Regions from separate parts of the Mus musculus genome. Here region 1 is linked to region 2. The links are chromatin contacts, called in public ChIA-PET maps. All regions are on one chromosome and are shown on one strand. Each heading gives the region's core, a stretch centred on a gene start, on an enhancer-like site or on the middle of the called end of the contact. The rest is flanking DNA. Distances are from core to core; before and after follow the strand shown.

The links. ChIA-PET counts read pairs in DNA pulled down with a chosen protein or histone mark.
Region 1: a contact with region 2 is called in an RNA polymerase II ChIA-PET map of memory CD8 T cells, with 3 times the contacts expected there. The contact joins two enhancer-like sites. A contact is called at or near these places in 4 of 15 datasets of contacts at CTCF or cohesin (the NIH/3T3 cell line, embryonic stem cells, large pre-B cells and 1 more), 84 of 484 Hi-C or Micro-C datasets (the 3T3-L1 cell line, the 63-12 cell line, the AML12 cell line and 55 more), 6 of 115 datasets of contacts at active chromatin or transcription factors (CD8 T cells, DN3 thymocytes, T-cell acute lymphoblastic leukemia and 3 more) and 1 of 9 other capture datasets (bone marrow-derived macrophages).

Annotation. Positions count from the first base shown.
Region 1 is chr1:106,426,378-106,432,410 of GRCm38.p6, forward strand. No RefSeq gene overlaps it. Among named protein-coding and RNA genes, the nearest start is that of Gm41928, 94 kb to the right of the region's middle. Within about 2 kb of position 2,089, at least 33 of the 459 cell types and tissues checked have an H3K27ac peak or open chromatin away from gene starts, as enhancers often do. A contact at or near this core is called in CD8 T cells, T-cell acute lymphoblastic leukemia, Th2 cells and 2 more, where this site is marked.
Region 2 is chr1:106,511,346-106,517,399 of GRCm38.p6, forward strand. No RefSeq gene overlaps it. Among named protein-coding and RNA genes, the nearest start is that of Gm41928, 9.3 kb to the right of the region's middle. Within about 2 kb of position 4,411, at least 85 of the 459 cell types and tissues checked have an H3K27ac peak or open chromatin away from gene starts, as enhancers often do. A contact at or near this core is called in CD8 T cells, T-cell acute lymphoblastic leukemia, Th2 cells and 2 more, where this site is marked.

The DNA of each region.
Region 1 (6,033 bases), core at 839-3,338, 87 kb before region 2:
CAGAGGGAGAGGAGTCTCCACCACAGAAGGACTAGAGGAGCTGACACGGAGGCTTCAGTTACCTTGACTATGTCCGGGCATCCGGCAATAACACAACTACAATGATTATGCACTTCTGTGATCCACTGTGTCCTGTGTTCCTACAGAAAACAAGACAGAACAAAACAGGAGCATTCCTGTTGAACCCAGCTTAGAACAACACTAGCAAACATAAAAGGGTGTGTCCCATGCTGAGGGTAAGTCCATATTCACACCCACGAGTCATCTTCGGAGAGAAAAACACTCAGGCAAGAGGCCATAGCTGTTAAAACCAATAAAAGATGGAACCAGTGAGGGTAAATGTGACTTGTATTTGAAGAAAACCAAAATAGAATGTCTGGAAACAACAAAAACAAAACAAAACAAAAAAACAAAAACAAAAAACGGGGCTATTTGAACTGCTTCAGGGCTGGGGGTTGGCTAAGCCACTGTTTAGATAGATACAGCTGAGTTTGAAGGCTGGAAGATAGAACCAAGTGGGGATTTGTTACACATGAACGATAGAAAGATCATTATACTCCTGATAGGAATTCAAGAGAGTGGAAAGAGATAGTGTCAAGCCTCAGAAATATAATAAATAAGGTATTTTTAGGATAATTCCTCAGCTCCAAGCAGTAGGGACTCTTGAAAGAGAAACAATGTCATACCCAGACACAAAAACGTAAACCTGCATCTCCTGGGTGGATATGTGGATTAGAGAGAGGGATGAGGGGATTCATGCACAGAGAGAATGGCTGTGTTCTCAGTCTGACAGAAGTTCTCAGAAGCAAAGCACAAACCAACAATGTAACCCCAGTGTAGGCTTCAAAACCCAGCAAGGGGCTGGTGAGATGGCTCCACATGTACAGGTGCCTGTCACCAAGCCAACAACCGGAGTTAAGTCCCTAGGGCCCTCATGATGGAGAGAACTGACTCCCTCAGAGAATTCTCTGATGACTTCCGGTGTGGGTGTGTGCACACTGCGCCCACCTTCATCCTAAGCCCAACACACAAGTCATTCAAAAGTAAAATACGTTCAAGACCAGCCTGGTCTACATAGAGAGTTCCAGGATAGCCAAGTCTACAGAGAGAAACCCTGCCTCACAGGAGAAATTAAAAAAAACTCTTCAGGAAAAGGAACTTCTGGGAGCAGCCTCTACCCATGACTGACAGGACTCGGTATCGATATACTTCATCTTCCAGTTCCTGAGGCACAGGCAGCGTGAGCTCACCAGCTTCTGGCACACTGGCTGACTGCATTCCCTGACATTATTTCCCCAGAGTCTTCGTGTCTCCTGGCTTCATCTCTGGAATCACTCTGAAATCTCTCTCATTCAGAGGGGAAAAAGATCCCCAAAATAGGTATTTTCCTCCAACAGTGGGACACGGTCTTCAATCAAACAAAAATTAAGAGTTTAATCAGGTCTTCCAACCCCTCCACCCAAATACTTGGAAGAAAACAAAAGCAGGCAGAATGTAAAGGTCTGAGTGGGATACGTGTACCCTCTGCTGCCTGCAGTACTTTTTACCCCCAACTCCTGCCTCATAGGAGGAAAGTGGTGAGAGGATGCTGCTGGATGTCTAGTCATCCCACTAATCTCCACCCTGATCCCGACTGGCCGACGTCCCTGTTTCTCACTCTCCAGAGGGTCCCCCAACTCTGTAGAAAGAACAAGCTCCAGGAGAGTTCATCCATTTCCCCAGAGCCCCACCCACCTTCCCAACCATGTCCCCCAGTTGGAGGCAAACAACTATCTTTGGGATTCTCCACCCCCTCTGAATTAGTTTCCAGAGATGAACCCAGAATATGCTATAAGACTATGGGGATGTAATGCTGGGGAGAGAAGTCAGCCAACGTGCCAGAAACTGAAGCATGCTATGCCTGTCTCCGAGGAACTGGGAGCTGAGGTATCAATGCCTGTCAATCATGGGTGGAGGCCGCTCCCCGGACTTCCATTTCCTGGCACTTTGACCAGATGTACAGGTGGCAAAGGAGCCGCAGAGTAACAAAAGGTTCTCAGAACGAGAAACAAGGCACCAGCTGTTGGCAGTGAAGCCGGCCAACACTAAACGGGGAGGGTGGGTATGTGGGCAGGCTCTGGCAGTGTCTGCTGTAGCCCTTCAGTTCTCCTCTCAGGAGATGTCCCTTCACAGATAAACACCCCCTTCAAACTGATGACTGTCTCACTCATAGAGAGTGGGTGATTTTATGTTGCCTGTGAGCATTTTCTTACTGAGTCCCTGGCCCCAGCTCTGTGACAAATATTACAAGGGGCCATGGTAGAGAATCTCACTGTTATGAAGGTGATATCTATAAACATCAAGGCATGCCATCTGGCAGTGCCGATGGCCCGGCAGGCAGTCCAGCGAGGAGCCACACATCCTGCAAACTATGAAGTTACAGCTGTTGCTAGACCCAGCAGGTGAGAAGGCTGTGGAAGCAGGAAGTACAAGCCCTTAAACTTGTTGCTGAGAAATACAGAGGAGGGGAGCGCACCTTTCTCATACTGATATTTGCCAAGATTTGAGCACTATAAAAAGAGACAGAAAGGGACAGAATTAGAAGCACACCTTTGCCACTCCTAAAATAAGTTGGAATAAAAAGCTTTCAAGAATGACGGGGAAAATGTGGGGTGGATAGCCCCACATGCTCTAATTTAGCCTGGGTTGTAGCCACAGCGGGTGACCTGTCCCATCCCACTGATAATGAGCCAATTTGCTTTTTCTTTTGTTCATTTTTATGGTCTACAATTTTACTTCCAGTGTGCAGTCCTTTGTTAGGTCCCTAACAAAGCTTGGACATTCATTATTTGGAAAAAAAAAAATGTCCTGACCCTTGCTTCTTCTCACTTTAGCTTCCTCTCACTCTGAGGCAAACCTCTGGGAAAGCATGCCTCTATCTCAGTGGTTGTTAATGAAGCCACCATAGCTGCTATGACAGACAAGCCTCTCTACCTTAGGAAAAAGAATTATGTCAGGAACCACTCTGTCCCTAGACAGGCTTACCAATCTTATTAAATATCTATTTTAGCTTTATCTATCTGTTCCATGTAACCCATTCCTTTATTACTCGACAATCATTACATCACATCCACCAGCCAGCCAGAGCTATCCCACCCATGTGTCATGACTTAGCATCACCATCCATCCATGTAGCCAGCCTGACACAACACACTCTTCTCCCTTCTCTACTCCCCATACCTCTACCCCCTCTCCGTCTCTCCGTTTCTCTCTCTCTCTCTGTGTCTGTCTGTCTGTCTATCTGTCTGTCTGTCTAATTGAGTTTCTTGGAGATAAAATACTGAACTAAGGTTTGAGGTAAAATCACTTTACTTCCAAGGGGTCGAGGATTTCATGGCATTCTTAGAACTTTATTTTTTTTTATTAGGTATTCATTACATTTCCAATGCTATCCCAAAAGTCCCCCACACCCTCCCCCACCCACCCACTCCCACTTCTTGGCCCTGGCGTTCCTCTGTACTGAGGCAGATAAAGTTTGCAAGTCCAATGGGCCTTTCTTTCCACTGATGGCGGAGTAGGACAACTTCTGACACATATGCAGCTAGAGACACGAGCTCTGGGGGGGGGGGGGGTACTGGTTAGTTCATATTGTTGTTCCACCTATAGGGTTGCAGATCACTTCAGCTCCTTGGGTACTTTCTCTAGCTCCTCCATTGGGGCCCTGTGATCCATCCAATAGCTGTCTGTGAGCATCCACTTCTGTGTTTGCTAGGCCCTGGCATAGTCTCACAACAGACACCTATATCAGGGTCCTTTCAGCAAAATCTTGCTAGTGTATGCAATGGTGTCAGCGTTTGGAGGCTGATTATGGGATGGATCACTGGGTATGGCAGTCTTTAGATGGTCCATCCTTTCATCTCAGCTCCAAACTTTGTCTCTGTAATTCCTTCCATGGGTGTTTTGTTCCCAATTCTAAGAAGGGGCAAAGTATCCACACTTTGGTCTTTGTTCTTCTTGAGTTTGTTTCATGTGTTTCACAAATCGTATCTTTTAGATATTCTAAGTTTCTGGGCTTAATATCCACTTATCAGTGAGTACATACCATGTGAGTTTTTTTGTGATTGGGTTACCTCACTCAGGATGATGCCCTCCAGGTCCATCCATTTGCCTAGGAATTTCATAAATGCATTCTTTTTAATAGCTGAGTAGTACTCCATTGTGTAAATGTACCACATTTTCTGTATCCATTCCTCTGTTGAGGGGCATCTGGGTTCTTTCCAGCTTCTGGCTATTATAAATAAGACTGCTATGAACATAGTGGAGCATGTGTCCTTATTACCACTTGAAACATCTTCTGGATATATGCCCAGGAGAGGTATTGCGGGATCCTCAGGTAATACTATGTCCAATTTTCTGAGGAACCTCCAGACTGATTTCCAGAGTGGTTGTACAAGCTTGCAATCTCACCAAAAATGGAGGAGTGTTCCTCTTTCTCCACATCCTCGCCAGCATCTGCTGTCACCTGAATTTTTGACCTTAGTCATTCTGACTGGTGTGAGATAGAATCACAGGGTTGTTTTGATTTGCATTTCCCTGATGATTAAGGATGTTGAACATTTTTTCAGGTACTTCTCAGCCATTCGGTATTCCTCAGGTGAGAATTCTTTGTTTACCTCTGAGCCCCATTTTTTGATGGTCTCCATTCTTGCATGGAGACTGTTGCCCATATAGGAAACACTGAGGGGCAGAAGGTGAGTTGCTTCTTTTCATTTGGGTGGAAATTATTTTCTCAAGAGAAATTTGCCAGTTTTCCCACATTTGGTTGCACGCACTCTCAGGAGGGAGAATGAAACTTGGACTCTCAGGAATGCTAGTGCAGTTGAGCGGGGGGCCAGCATCTTTCTGAGAACTACCTTCTCTCGCTCTTCCTTCTGGAGGTTTTCATGGGTGTCACAATGAGCTTAATCACTTTCTGGAGGATTCTGAGGATTGCATGCACTAGCAGTGGGTGATCCTAGTTGTTCTCTGACACACAGTCTAAGTCAAAGTCAAACTCACTTGATTCTAACCACTCAGGCTTTCCTAGGCCTGCCCACATTCCTGAATAATGATACGGAGGCTTACTTACTTATGAATTAATTCCTAGGCTACAACCTAGGCTTGCTCCCTTACTAGGTTAGTTTACGTTAACCATTTATACTATTTATTGTATGGCTGCTTAGTTACTTCTCAGTCTTATACGTCCAACAAATCTTATTCCCCCAAGTCGTGGTGGTGAATCATCTTGCCTGACTCTTTTCCATAGTTCCTATCTCTCTTGGAACTCTTGCCTGTTCTCTCTTTCCCAGCTATAGGCCATTTAGCAATTTATTGACAGGTGATGTTTCATCACAGTGCACAAGACATTATCCCTACACCTCCCCCTTTTAGTCCAATAAAAGGCTCTTTCTTTAACATCAATAAACTATATACAATACGAACAATTATAAAAACTATCAGGTAAGAGTTACATTCATAATGTCCAGTTCTTTGGCAAACTTGGAGAAAGTACTTTATTGACTATTCTATTTTGATGAGACCAAAGTTCTGAACCTGATTCACTTTCTATCATAACTTGCATTTATCAACCTAAAAATATCTTCTTAGACCTTAAATTATTTCTTAAATCCTAAACAACTTGGGTCTCATTGTGAGACTGGAGTTATAAAGTCTGAAACCCCATCAGAGTTTACCTGAGTAAACAGGAAGGGCAGAGTAAGCAGTTTCCAAAACTATGGAAATGAGAGAGGTTTCTGTCTACTTGGACAGTTACCCAATGGTGTGTGTGTGTGTGTGTGTGTGTGTGTGTGTGTGTGTGTGTGTTATTGGAGCATCTTCTTTGGCCTATTGGCCCAGAATATCTGACTAACTTTTCTGTGAAGTCAGAGAGTTGAAGGACTTTCCTATGTTGTCTTGGCAAACCTCGGCAGCTGACTTCTTCCATGTCCTGCTTGTCCAGAGTTTGGATAGCATACTGTCAGCAGTTGAAGCAAGGGCAGTGTTTTGCCCTGTGGC
Region 2 (6,054 bases), core at 3,161-5,660:
AGGAAGACCAAAGAGTGGATGTTTCAGTCCTACTTAGAAGGGGGAATCAAAATAATCAAGGGAAGTAGAGGAAAAGAAGAAATGTCCTAAGATTATTTTTAGTTCTTTTATGTGTTTTTTCCTTAATAGAAAAGAATATCAGGATGTTTTTGTTTGCTTAAGATAGGAGCATGATACTTTAAAGGAGACATATGCTGTCCATATATGTCTGCTTCCAACACTTGAAGAGTAGAACAGTTGTTAAATAAGCCTCGAGTCCTGTTTAGTATCTATGACCAGCCGTTTCCCTTTGAACAGACACCTGAACCCTCGTTTTGATGTCCTGGAGTTACACCCTTGACTGATCTCTTTATAGGCCAGTCTCACTGAGCATTCACTGTGAGCAAGCTGAGCCCTGAAATGAGTGCTTCACTGTGAATTCCTGCAGGGGGCGCAGATGGACTGAAAGCGAGGCATCCTGCAGTGGGCAGTGTGAAGTCAAGTTCCTCTTCCAACAGTGTCATGGTTTCAACTTTGGTAGCTTCCCTCTCCCGCTGTGGATATAATTTCCACTTCACATATTGTGTCACCCAGACTGAGTGTACTTTCAGTCATGATACTAACTTCAGTGAAGGGCATGTATGTATGCTGAATGTAAGGTCTGAGTTGCTGGCAGAGACCCTTCTCTTAGTAAGAAATTTATGAGCACAGAGATTTGTTCCTCTATCGAGACACTGCTGACTTACATGTCCCCAAGCAACTGGCAGGTCAATTAGAGGACCTTGTATGTTTAGTTCAGCACCTGACTTTTAACAAATCACCAGCTATCTTTATTAAATAAAGTATGTGTATTAGCTACTAGAAGCAGCTAATCATGTGATCCAGACACAGTGAATGGTTATTAGGGGTGCTGCATTCTGGGTTAATCTATCTTAGTTTTGTTTTGGGTTTGCTTGTTTGGATTTTTAAATTGCATTCAGTTACATTTACTTATTGATATACTTATGTATTTATGTATCTTCCTACTGGGAATTGAACCCAGGTACTTCAGCAGACTTAGCATGTATGCTGCCACTGAACCTCATCCCCAGACCCCTGTTTTACTTTTTAAAAATTTGAGCCGGGTGGTGGTGGCACATGCCTTTAATCCCAGCACTTGGGAGGCAGAGGCAGGAGGATTTCTGAGTTCGAGGCCAACCTGGTCTACAACCTGGTCAACCTGGTCTACACTACAAAGTGAGTTACAGGACAGCCAGGGCTACACAGAGAAACCCTGTCTTGTTTTAAAAAAAAAAATGAGATCTTGTTGCACTAATTATCCAACCTGGCATTGAACTCTGTTGTGCAGGCTAGCCTTGAACTTGTCATCTGCCTGTCTTAGCCTCTTAAGCAGTTGGGATACAGATCTGTGCCTCCAGGCCTGGCCTTACCTATCATACTGTTTTCCGGGGGGTGAGGGACTTCCACCTGCCTAGCTTTGCTAGCCATAATGGCAACCACCAAGAAAGAACACACCAAAGGGTGACATCTCTGAACACTCAGGGATTCCATCTATGGGAGCCAGCCACTTCTGGGTGCGATGGCCTGGCTCTGACTCTGACAGCCTTCAGGGAATGTCAGGCATTTACTTGGTATTTGGGACAAAAATAAATAAATAAACACATGAGTTGAGAAGCAGATAGGCCTCTAAGACTAACAATGTTTTGTCTAAATTCTAACATAAAATACTTATTAGCGCTTTCTCCCTTCTTTAAGGCAGAACATAGATTTAAAATTCTGCATAATCCCACCCAAGGAAGACTGTAAGAAGAGCTCACAGTTCCGCAGTGTAGCTTGCATTACTTCTAACAAGGTTTGGGTCTCAGGTGACACTAAAGGTGACTATGGAGGTATATGTACAAGGAAGCCATCTTATAATTAATTGGTTAGATTTAGGAATTTAACTGCAAAAAGCTTCAAAGTTTCTATGAGAAAAAAAATAATACTACAAACAAGTAGAGATGTGGTATATGATACACATTAGAGCCAAAGGGATAATTCCTTCCTATACAAAGAGCTCTGTAAAGTGAACAAAACAACAAAGAACCCAGTGGAATGCTGTTAAACCAGTTTTACATTTACCCTTTGATTTAATTTACTTGTGATTTTCATGCAGTTTTATTTTATGTGGCTAAAGCCCCATGCTTTCTATTACATGGTTGGATAGCCTGGTTCACACACACACACAAAAAAAAATCAAGTACTGAATTCTGTGCTACCATAGGCTTTGGGAGGAGGGGGAGGGTCTGTCCTGCTTTCTTATACCTATTGGATAAAGAGCTTTTCTGCCTGCCTTTCCTGGAGGGAGGAAGCCCGCTGTGACTAAGTGGACTTACATAACTAACTGCTGACTGACAGTGGTCCTCACTTCCGAGACTCACAGAAATGACATCCTTTGACATCCCAGGGCCACACCCATAAACAGGTCCCCATTCCGAAGTATATAGGTTTAACAGTACTTTCTGACCCATCTGTGATGTCTTTTTTTCTCAAAGTACGCTCACATTTTCCTAAATAATTAGCTAGTTAATCCCAGTTCCATTTTGTGAGTGGTCTTTCCATTCCCCACTGATGTGTGGCATAAACATTATCATGCATTAAATACTCATGCATGCTAAAAATAAAAAGTCATCTCAGCTCAGCGTTGTACATTAATCTGAGGCACTCAGAGGTAGTGTTTGTGAAATTGGAATGTCCTTCCTCTCCTGTCCTCCCCAGAGACAGAAAACAGAGGGAAGGAAGCCAGGCAAACATTAAACAACGTTGGCTGTGCTGGATCGTGTTTATGCCAGGAAAAAAAAAAAAAAAAAAAAAAAAAAAAACAGAATAAGATTGCATGATTTAAAGACTATTATGCCGCTGAAAGAACCTAAAAAATGAGCTGCTCTCTCTTTGGTACTTACTCCACACCCAGCTCTGTGAGAACAGTTTCGTGATGCTGTCAGTCCCATGACCACCCATGATGAGGTGTTTTGTACCATTGCCTTGATTTTAGACCTGAGAATGTGTGGCTTCTCCTACGTCTGTCAGAAGGGAGCCTCCCCAAGATGCAGCAAACCCAGCCAGTCAGCGAGGCACTGTGATGGTTCTTTGTCTGAGCTATTCTTCTCAACAAAGACATCAGACAATGACAAGCACAACAAAGACAATCCTGGTAGAGCAACAATGGGGCTGGGATGTAAAATGATGCACCCAGGCATTTCTGTGGGTCTCAGAAGTGAGGACCACTGTCAGTCAGCAGTTAGTTATGTAAGCCCTGAAGTCACAGCAGCCTTCCTCCCTCCAGGAAAGGCAGGCAGAAAGCTCTTCATCCAATAGGCTTAAGAAGGCAGGACAGAACCTTCCCATCCCCCTGAAACCCCATGGTAGCCCAGATAATTCAGTACTTGAATTTTTGTTAAACCTACTTCTCTTAATTATGTTTCTATTGCTGGGATAAACACCACAAATAAAAGCAGTTTTCGGAGGAAACCGGCTGATGGTCCATCATGAAGAGAACTCGGCACAGGAGCTCAAGGTAAGAACCTAGAATCAGGAACCGAAGCAGAGGCCATGAAGGAACATTGCTTACTGGCTTGTTTCCCATGGCTTGCTCGGCTCACTCTCTCTTATGTTTCACACCCACCTGCACAGGGGTGACACTGCCCCTACGAGGCTGGGCTCTCCCACATCAATCATTAATTAGGAAAATGGCTCACAGGCTTGCCTCCAGGCCAAGGTGATGAAAGCATCTTCTCACCCACGGTTCCTTCTTTCTAATGATGTCTAGATTAATGTCGGATTGACAAAAACCAACATGCACACTAGTAGACTTTTGGGGTGTTTACATTGCTTAGAACTAACTATTCATTTACCTGTTATTTGTTGATTGTCTCCACAGTCCAACCAGAGGCCATACTGTGGAGACATATGGTAAGGTCCTCAAATGACCCTGGGACACACACAGGTCCAAGTCAAGGCTATGGGAAGTATTATGAAGGCAACATGGATCCTGGCTGTCAAGGGCCACGTTCTTTCTGAGTTTAGGGTTCTGTTGGTAGTACAGAAGAAGCATGCCAGGGATTTAGGTCACATATTGAGAATCTTATGACTCTGAAGCCTACTTTGTTACTTCCTTCCATCTAAGTACTAGTTAGGCTCAACGCTGCCCAGCTTCCAAGCCCAGTATGTTCAGAGTGGCTGGGCTGCCCTAGACTTATAATGCTGGCTGGCTGTACAGTAAGCACAGCCTCTCTCACCTCTTGGTATTCCTGCATAGCCACCCCCTCCGTATCCCTGCACAGACCTCCCCTCCCCCCCCCGTCAGTATCCCTGCACAGCCTCCCCCACCCTCAGTATCCATGCCAACCCCAGAGATGAGTGATTTGCTCCAGTTTTGTCAGTTCAAACCACATCCTGCCCATTTCCACTTTCCACAACCGGCTCATGACACCGGTGACTCTAAGATGTGGCAGGCTTCTGGGCCAAGAAACAGCAGAGATCTGTTTCGCAGAAGTGAAAATCATCTAGTGGTCACCCATCAGGTAAGCTTTCCCTCCCCAAGTCCCCCATCTGCAGATGAGGCTGACACTCAGCCTGCGGTCACCAACTTAACCATAGCTTTCCCCTAAAGGAAAGTTAAGCCTGAGGCAGGAAGGTCAGTGGTGCACTCACGAAGGAGCTACACTCATCTGGTTCAAGGCCTGAAGCCAAGAATGTAGCCTCCCATAGTTGGTAAGGACACAAAGAGAGCATCTCTTCACTTTACAGATGGGGGTGGGGGGAGTTAGTTCAGGGGCCAGACTGATAGAGGCAGAAGCTAAGCTGGAACCTCAGTCAAGTTCACTCAAAGACAATCAGTTTGGCCCAGGTCTGTGAGTTATCATTGAACTGAGGAGTTAGGTGACCAAACGATGCATCTCATAGCTGGACACTGTCTATTAAAAGCCAGCAGAAGGGCAGTTACTAGTTTAGCAAACAGCACAGAAGTCATGCTTAAGGTGTTAGGTGATCAAGGACACCAATACAAATAAACATTTTAAGGCCGGGTAGGGTGGCACACACCTGGACGTCCTGGCAATGAGGAGGTGAGGACGGGAGGATCATGAGTTCAAAGGTAAAATGAGCCATCTATCAAAAGTGTACCTTTAAAAATCAAAATAGAAATCAGAATAAATAATTTGAAGGAATTTAACACTTGAAGTGGAAGAAAAAGAGGAGGATGGGGAGACAGAAAGCAGAAGAGGAGAGGCAGGAGATGACAAGATGCAACACTCAGGAGGTCATTCTGGGCTAAAGAGGTGGCTCAGTGGCTTTTCCAGAGGATTCAGGTTAGCTTCCCAGTACCCATGTCAGGTGGCCTCACAGCCAGCTCAAGTCCACAGACATGAGACCAGACACCCTCTTCTAGCCTCAGTAGACATCTGCATACATCTACAAATACCTTTATACTCTCTCTCTCTCTCTCTCTCTCTTTCTCTCTCTCTCTCTCTCACACACACACACACACACACACACACACACACACACAGACAATTTACAATTTTTAAATAAATAAGTCAATTAAAAAGTTGTCAAAGAAGTCATCATGAAAAATAGACCTTTGAAGAATTCTTAATCCTATGATTTGAAGGAGGCGGGTGCTAGGAATGAAACTCATGGCCTTGTCCATGTTAGGCAAAAGCTCTACCACTGAGCAGTTGTTCAGCCCCTTTGCAATTGTTAAATGCATTCGAGCAAGCACTGCCATCTTCTGAATGTTCCGGGAAGAAAACCAATCAATAGTTTGGAAGAACTGTAGCCTCAATCAAGCTTGGGATGTTGGAATCCACAAGACCAGGGATGACCTAGATGGCCAAATGGTCTCCAAATATACAGCCATGACCCCTTGTCCAACAGGCAGTCCAGGCTGGTGAACATACAGGGCCTGTCTCTATGCACACTGACCACAATAAATATTGATTTTCACCAGTGCTGGGTTTCCTTATCTTTCAAGGGTGTGATATGGCCCCTAACTGCTTAACTTATTAACTTGGCTTTCCATTCCCATTGAAAAGC